Regions from separate parts of the Ovis aries genome. Here region 1 is linked to region 2. A link is a contact called in public Hi-C data. All regions are on one chromosome and are shown on one strand. The core of a region is the stretch at or near the end of the contact, and the rest is flanking DNA. Distances in the headings are between cores, read along the strand shown. Region 1 holds the start of LAMB1 (laminin subunit beta 1). Region 2 overlaps LAMB1 (laminin subunit beta 1).

Region 1 (4,103 bases), core at 713-3,212, 49 kb before region 2:
CAGAAGCACAAAAGATAAAGGTGAGAATGAAGACAGGCACATTCATAGATCGAGTGGTCAGAATATATGCATGCAAAAACAAACAAAACCCAACAAATCTTTTTTTTTTTTTTTTAATAAAGGTAAGTTTCCTACTGAAAGTGAAGTAGTAAGGAGCACGGGGCTGGGGGGGTGGGGTTGGGGGTGAGGGGTGGGAGTGGCTTTAGAGGAGTGTTGAAGGTGTCTGCCCTCTAGCAGAGGACACTGACCAGCAACAGACAGAACCACCAAGTAACAAGGAGGGCTCCCAGAAGAGGCAGAACCAGAGATGCCTGCAGTTTCTATGGAGGAAAAGCTAAAAAGCAACTTTGGCCCAGGGTATCCAAAGTTCCACAAAGGGAGAAGGCATTTACCTGTGAATCTTTTTAAGTTCTGAAGACCCTCCATCACAATATTAGACCTTCACAAGAACGCTAGCTTTCTGGGTGCTCAGGGCTGCCCAGAAAGCACCAGGGATCCTGAGCATCAGGTAGAGGCAGAAATCTCCAGAGGCTACAGGCAGGGCAAAGTGCTGATTTGGTGAATAATTAATGTATCACCACAACCTAAGGCTCCCCCCATCCCCACCCCACCCCCGCCCCTGGCCCTCAGTGGAAAAGGATGTAGATAAACTCACAAAGCAACTTACTCTATGGTCTAATGATTAAACTTCCCGGGGCCCTATTTCATTTCAACCAAGTTAAAAGCTGACCAACTGAGCACTTAAACCGTTCTGCCAGGGTGATTAATTAGAAAGTAAAATCTCCTGACTGGACTAACAACTAACATACTCCCCTCATATCAGGGGGCACTTTTGCCCAGAGGACTAAAGAAACCTCAAGCTTTGATTCCAGCCATTGCTAAGGCAGCAGAACTGGGACAGTTTACCAAAAGGGGGGTACAAAATGACACCAACGGCTTCTGTCCACTCCCCCCCCCCCCCCCCCCCCCCCCCCCCCCCCCCCCGGCCCCAACTCCCAGGAGCTGGGTGAGCGTGTATTTACGCCTTATTTAACCAGACAGGTCACATTCAGGGCTGCTAGAGACCCGACATCAGAGGCCCTCTCTTCCACCCCACCATTTGTACGCCACGTTATTCCTCCCAAGAATCTGCGAAGTTGTGCTTTTGTGGAGATTGTTAAGTGCGTCTCTTGAGAGACTTCCTTTCACGGTGAGATGGAGAAAAGTTCAATAAACTAACCTATATCGTTGTTGGAGAAGTTACCTGAATTCGCACCTGACATCTGGATTTGGATTTAAAAGTCGATTAAAAAAAAAAATTAGATGGGTAATTCAATGCTGTGGCTACCTGGGTGGCAGTCCGCCCCCCCCCGCCCCCCCCCCACCCCGCCCCTTCCCCGGCAGGTCCTGAGCTGGTGCGCAAAGGCAGCGGAGCGAAGAGCACTTTGCTTCCTTGGAATGAAGACATCCGAGGTGGCGCCGAGTCCGGATTCAGCAGTACAGGGGGCTTCCCCGCTTTCTCGGCAGCAACCTGCCAGGTGACCCTCTTTCTAAAGGGTTAACCAGCCCACGCCTAGCGCTAGAGTTTACAGCCTTGGGCACCTCTTCGTGACTCACTCCTTATAAATGTAAATGCAGGAGCGAGCGGTAGGTCCTGACCAGCCCCCTCGCCCGCCAGGCAATCTGAACACCTACCTCCCAGACCCGCCCGAACGCCTCGGGCACCCCAGCGCACGGCTCAGGACGCGCACCCGGTGGTCTCCTAGCAGCCCCGCACGGAACTGGAAGAGGTACTTCCCCATCGCATCCGCAGATGCAGCCTTAAAACAAAGGAGGCGCGGGGGGAGGGTGGGACCTGAACCTCACCCCCTCCCCTCCAAGCCGGGCCGCCCGGCCCCCTCCGCCCTGACTGCCGGTGTGCGCATGAGCAGAGGCGCCTCCCTCGGTTCCTCCCAGGGCGAAACTTTCTAATTCCCTTCTTTGGGCTCGGGGGCTGCCAGGCGCCGGCAGAGCGCTCGTCCCGCCGGGTGAGCAGGACACAGTGGCGGCGCGAGGTTACCCTCCCACCCTTCGCTTCCGTGGGAGCGGCAGGAAATGCGAGGGCCCCCTCTTCTCTGAATATTTGCCTTTTTTCTCTCCACCTCTCTAGAAAAGAAGACTGGGAAAAACAGCCGGCGGCTCGGTGGCCGTGTCCCCTGGGCTGCGGGGACGGACATGGGGCGGCTCCAGGTGTTCGCGTTCAGTTTCTTAGGTAACTCGGAGGAAAGGGGGCACGGGGTGTGTGTGTGAAGGGGTGGGCTTGGACTTGCAGGAAGAATAAGCCAAACCGCTGGAGTCAGCTTTGGGGGAAGCCTGTGGGGAGAGGGACTTGATAGAAATCTGCGTTGGGATTAATCGCCAGCGCCCTCGGTGGTGGCCGGGGACTGCATCCTGGGGTGTTTGTGCCCAGAGCTCCGGGTGCTCCCGCAGCTCCCGCTCTGGGCTTTGCGTCTCCGGCCCTTTTTCGGCGGGTCTCTCCATCTCTGGGGTCAGGCTTCATGGGGTAGTGGGCTAGCTGCGAAGGCTCCTCAGAAGCCTGTCCGGGATAGTGCCTGAGCTGAGTGCAGGCTTCATCCTGGGGACAAATTGGGGCCATGTGGCTTTAATTAACCATCGCTGTTTGCCCCCGGATGGCGCCAGAAACAGCTAGATCGGGAGCTTCCCTGGAATGACGAATCGCTGAAGCCAGTCCAAAGCCTCAGGGATTGACCACTCGCCCCTTGTTCGGGACAGTGGTGTCCCCCGCGAACCCCATGATCCCCCGTCCCCGGCGAAGCGTAGGCGACCTCCGAGTCTGTGGACACACATTCACGCGTCCACACGCTTACAAATTTCCACGCACACACTTGCACTGTCTCCCAAGGATGCACCGGCTACCGTGTGCGTGCGAGTTCACCTACAAGTGGGTGTGCGGCGTTTGCCCGCCTGCCTCCCTGCGCCCGAGTCCAGGAACCTCGAAGCTGCTTCCCAGGGCTGATCGGGGTGGGCGCGAGGGTAGGTGGGCTTCCTAGGAGTGATGCTTTGAGTTACTGGACAAACCTGCTGTATCTGTTTCTTTCTGAATCCTCCTCTCCACGTTCTGCCTTCCCGGCCTCACTCCATTGTGTCTCTTTCCTGTGTATCTTGCTTTTTTTCCCCCAATCTACTCTGTCTCCGCCCCCTGCTTATTCTCTTTGCCTGGGCCCGCTCCCTGCTTGTGCCCTACGCTGTCCGTCGGCGCCTTCCACAGCCCTGTGCGGAGTTGGAGTGAGCGCTCAAGAACCCGATTTCAGCTACGGCTGCGCGGAGGGCAGCTGTTACCCGGCCACAGGCGACCTTCTCATCGGCCGAGCGCAGAAGCTCTCGGTGACCTCGACCTGCGGGCTGCACAAACCCGAGCCTTACTGTATCGTCAGCCACCTCCAGGTGAGGGCAGAGAGATGGCTCCCCGCACACGTCTTCCAGTCCCCACCGAAGGGGAAGGCCTGGGGGACCCCGTATCCTGCCAGCTATCCAGATAGGAAGCTCAGCAGTCAGGGAGTCCCGGGATCAGGCTGGTAGCTCACCCCTTTGCCTCATCTCAGTTTGCACAGTTGCATCCGCCAAACATTTCCTGCCACCACTGTACAGAAAGGCAGAGCTGCAGACAGATCTTGGGGCACGTGCGCAAGCCTTGACCCAGGGTCTCCAAAAGCCCGTTTTTTGTTTTTAATTTTGTTTTTCAATCTTTCCCTTTTGGAAAATGTGTGTAAAAGGTGGTTTGTCCTCTTTGTTTTTTATATACTGAGTGGTGATCTTGGGTTTTCCCCAAGTCTTTCACTTGGATAAAGGGTATTCCAGCCCTAACAAATACCTTGCAAGGTCACTCTAATCATGGAGAAAAGCACTCCAATGTTTTTCTCTCCTCATTTGGTGCTGCTCCCATCCACCTCCATTAACCATCAGGATCAGATGCTTGCTTTTTCAAAATGCCCTGGTTGCCATGGTACCCTGATAGAGGAGGACCAAAATGAAATTTCAGAGTGTTTTCTGTTTCTAAAAGTGGATCCAGATCGTAGATTTCAAAGGTCACGTTTTTAATAAGACTAATTTTGAAAGAAGGTGCA
Region 2 (3,893 bases), core at 35-2,534:
TGGGGGGGACATGTCAGCCCTGCCAGTGCCACCACAACATCGACACAGCGGACCCGGAAGCCTGCGACAAGGAGACGGGGAGGTGCCTCAAGTGCCTGTACCATACGGAGGGGGAGCGCTGCCAGCTCTGCCGGTTTGGATACTATGGCGACGCGCTCCGCCAGGACTGCCGCAGTAAGATGCACACGCCCTCTGCCCCATCCTTAGAATGACTTCCACCCTCCTGTTCCTCCTCCCCTACCTCCTTCTTGGGGGATTTTATTCTTAGGGGATTTATCTCATCTGTGTTAGTCGTTCAATTCATGTCTGACTCTTTGTGACCCCTTGGACTGTAGCCCACCAGGCTCCTCTGTCTATGGAATTCTCCAGGCAAGAATACTGGAATGGGTTTGCCATTCCCTTCTCCAGGGGATCTTCCCGACCTAGGGATCAAACCCATTGTCTCCTGCACTGCAGGCAGATTCTTTACTGACTGAGCTACCAGGGAAGCCCATTATCTCATCAGGTAAAACACTTCTTCAGAAAGAGAAAATTTCATTAGGCACAAGAGAAAGTTAAGGATGATTTTTTTTTTAACAGCCGCGTTCCTGGCCCTGAAGTGTTGAGCTGTGGCTCAGCACCTGAGAAGGAACCATAAGCTGTACCACTGTCCCCATGATAAATGCCATCGATAGAGTGAACTGATTTTTTAAAAATTGAAAACAGTTTTGTTAAAATAAGCACAGTGCATCCTTGCATTGCATAAACGTCTGACATATGCAGGTCGATTTTCTTAGGTAACTAAGCAGCTCAGCTATCTGAGGCTGGATATGCCTTTGTGCTCACCAGCAGCCAGCGCCACATGCCTCCGACCAGGGTGGCCGGGCAGCCTCTGGACTGGCCCAACAGCAGGCGCAGAGCTCCTCACTGCCCCAGACCTGCACTGCCCTCCACACCAGGCCCGAGGGAGGAAGCCGCAGACACACTCTGCATAGGTCTAGAGTGGATTGAGTTTATGCTCTGCCATGGACTTGTTGATAACTGCATCCTAAATACACACTTTGGTCTACCCTTTTGTCAGTGATGGATAGAGCCTTCCAGCTTAAGGAAAAGAAAGAAGTAACATCCCTGAAGTATCTCTTTCAGAACTCGTTATTTCTCTCTTATCGCGAGATCAGTCAGCATTTCCTGCTGTGCCTGCACGGCCCCCAGGCCCTGTCTTTGTTGATACAAACACGTGCGGAATGTTGAGGAGCAGCAGGGCTGGATTTCTTCAAGCCTTCCTAGTTTAAAGGGCTGTACCTGCCATGGCTCACACAGCCGTGACTGCTGTTTCCTGCCAAGAGTTTGAAATCATTAGGTATCTCTGCTCCCACAGCCTGGTTTTTATTTCCAGTAAAATCCTCAATCTTACAATGATTCACCAGCCACTTATTAAATCAAGTATTTTTGAAAATACATGCCAGCCATTTTGCATGTCTGCCTGGGAAATGTCAGAGCTGTGTGGAACATCATAAGATGAAGAACCACAGGTTTAGAATTTTTTTTTTTAATCCCCTCCATTCCTTTCTCTTCTTGTTTGCATTCCCAGGTTGAAATCTAGGGAGAGAAATGGTCGTTGTTTGATGTAGCTGACTTCCGCACTATCTGTGTATTTTCTGAGTGGGCCTTTGTAAGTGCATCTGACCAGGTTGTTCTTTTTCAGAGTGTGCCTGCAATTACCTGGGCACGGTGCAAGAGCACTGTAACGGTTCTGATTGCCAGTGCGACAAAACCACCGGGCAGTGCCTCTGCCTCCCGAACGTGATCGGCCAGAACTGTGACCGCTGTGCGCCCAACACCTGGCAACTGGCCAGTGGGACGGGGTGCGACCCCTGCAGCTGCAATGCTGCTCATTCCTTCGGGCCGTCCTGTAATGAGGTGAGGCACTGTCCCCCAGGGCAGCCATCATAGCATAAGGAAAGAGGACTTTGGGTCCACATGACAGCTCTTCGGTGGCTGGGCCCCAGTTAGAGAAAGGCACCCCTCCTTGTGGTTACAGCCTTGCACCAGGACACACAGCTTGGCCCACACAGCACAGACTGGATATCTGCCCTCACTTGCCCCCGTGGGCTGGGACAACGTAAAGTAATGTGCATAGAGTCCCCACTGGATACCACTGGGGCACAGCAGCCTAGGACCCCAGCAGCGGGAGCAGGGGCCGGGCAGCTCGCTTTCAAACGGACTGGGGGGCCGGGAGGGGGGTGCATTTTTTCCAATACCTGGCTGCTGAATCAGACTTTTTTTTCTTAGCCACACAGCCTGAAATGGGCCACATCACAATAGCCAACATTGTAGAAAGTTCTCCTATTCCCTGACACACACAGAACGGTGTGTCACACACAGCCACAAGTGGTCCAGGCTTGCGAGTGACGTATGAGGATGCGAGTGAGGAAACATGTCCACAAAAGGGAACATGCTCTGGGCCTTCCCAGCCCCACTTACAGAGGAGCGGTTAGGAGATGCCAGCCTGGGGCCCTTAGCACCCGCGATCGGGGTGAGGTTCCCTGTTCTCGGTCAGGTCGGGTGCAAGGTCTTCTCGGGCAGGCCGTTAGGTCTCCCGGCCTTGCAGCTGATCTGACAGCTGATCTGTCTTTGGCCTCAGTTCACAGGGCAGTGCCACTGCATGCCTGGCTTCGGAGGCCGCACCTGCAGCGAGTGCCAGGAGCTCTTCTGGGGGGACCCCAGCGTGGAGTGCCGAGGTGAGCGTGGGCGCAGGACTCGCGCACAGATGGGCCAGGTGTTTGTGGGAGCTTTCTGTCCGGTACTGCACAAATGAACTTGTCTATAAGAACTAGGCTGGATTACAAAAGAAGTGCAAGCTCATTGTCTGACAACCACAAACCCCGGAGCCTGTCTAGCCCTGGAGACATGGAGGTGGTAAAAGCGGACCTGCTGACGGCTGGCTTTGCTCCCCAGGGCAGAGGTTTGTCTGCCTCAGCACAGACAAGCATACATACACACCCCAGACACACAGAATGGCTTTAGTTTTTACTTTTTTTTTAAATTGAAGCATAGTTGATTTCCTTGGTGACTCAGACGGTAAAGCGTCTGCCTGCAATGCAGGAGACCCAGGTTCCATCCCTGGGTCGGGAGCATCCCCTGGAGCAGGGCATGGCAACCTACTCCAGTATACTTGCCTAGAGAATCCCTTGGACAGAGGAGCCTGGTAGTTGCTTGATGTAGCTCACTTTCACAACCATGGGGTTGCAAAGAGTCGGACACAGAGCCATGAACACATAGTTGATTGACAATATTTCAGATGTACATCATAGTGAGTCAGTTATATACATGTATTTCCCAGATTCTTCTCCCTTAGATGTTATTACAAGATACCGAATATAGTTCTGTGCTGTACATAGGTCTTTGTCGTTTTTCTGTTTCACATATAGTGGTGCGTATGTGTTAATCCCAACCTCATAATTTATCCCTTCCCCAGCCACCTTTCCCTTTCATAACCATAAGCTTCTTTTCTGTGTCTGCAGGTCTTTTTCTGTTCAGTAAATACATTCATTTGTACTGTTTTTTAGATTCCACACGTAAGTGATTCATAGAGCCTTTGCCTTTCTCTGACTTGGTATGATCATCTCTGGGTCTGTCCATGTTGCTGCATATGGCATTATTTCATTCTGTTTTATGACTGAGTAATCAGAATGGCTTTTTAAAATGCTTTTAAGCAAAATGAGCTCATACTCAGCGTCAAGTCCTGCACACTGATTCCCCCCAAATAGTATTTTGGGGTAACCTTCCTTGTCGGCACAAGCAGAGCTAAATGTTCTGGTAAGATGGTTTGACCCCAGTGAAACAAACAGATGGTGCTGACAGTTACAGCCCTCGACTGTCACTCCCCACCAGTGGGAACTCGGAGGGCAACG

What was found. Hi-C and Micro-C count contacts between places; a contact is called where the count stands out from the background.
Region 1: a contact with region 2 is called in a Hi-C map of mixed tissues, with 2.6 times the contacts expected there. The contact joins the promoter of LAMB1 here to the enhancer-like site in region 2. A contact is called at or near these places in 2 of 16 Hi-C or Micro-C datasets (mixed tissues and tail adipose tissue).

Annotation. Positions count from the first base shown.
Region 1 is chr4:50,554,947-50,559,049 of ARS-UI_Ramb_v3.0, reverse strand. LAMB1 (laminin subunit beta 1) reads left to right here and starts at 1,962. Exons shown (of 34, transcript XM_042248535.2): 1 at 1,962-2,033; 2 at 2,129-2,230; 3 at 3,248-3,423. The coding sequence starts at 2,194.
Region 2 is chr4:50,505,407-50,509,299 of ARS-UI_Ramb_v3.0, reverse strand. LAMB1 (laminin subunit beta 1) reads left to right here. Exons shown (of 34, transcript XM_042248535.2): 22 at 1-174; 23 at 1,685-1,899; 24 at 2,624-2,720. Among named protein-coding and RNA genes, the nearest start is that of LAMB1, 50 kb to the left of the region's middle. Within about 2 kb of position 1,284, at least 3 of the 54 cell types and tissues checked have an H3K27ac peak or open chromatin away from gene starts, as enhancers often do.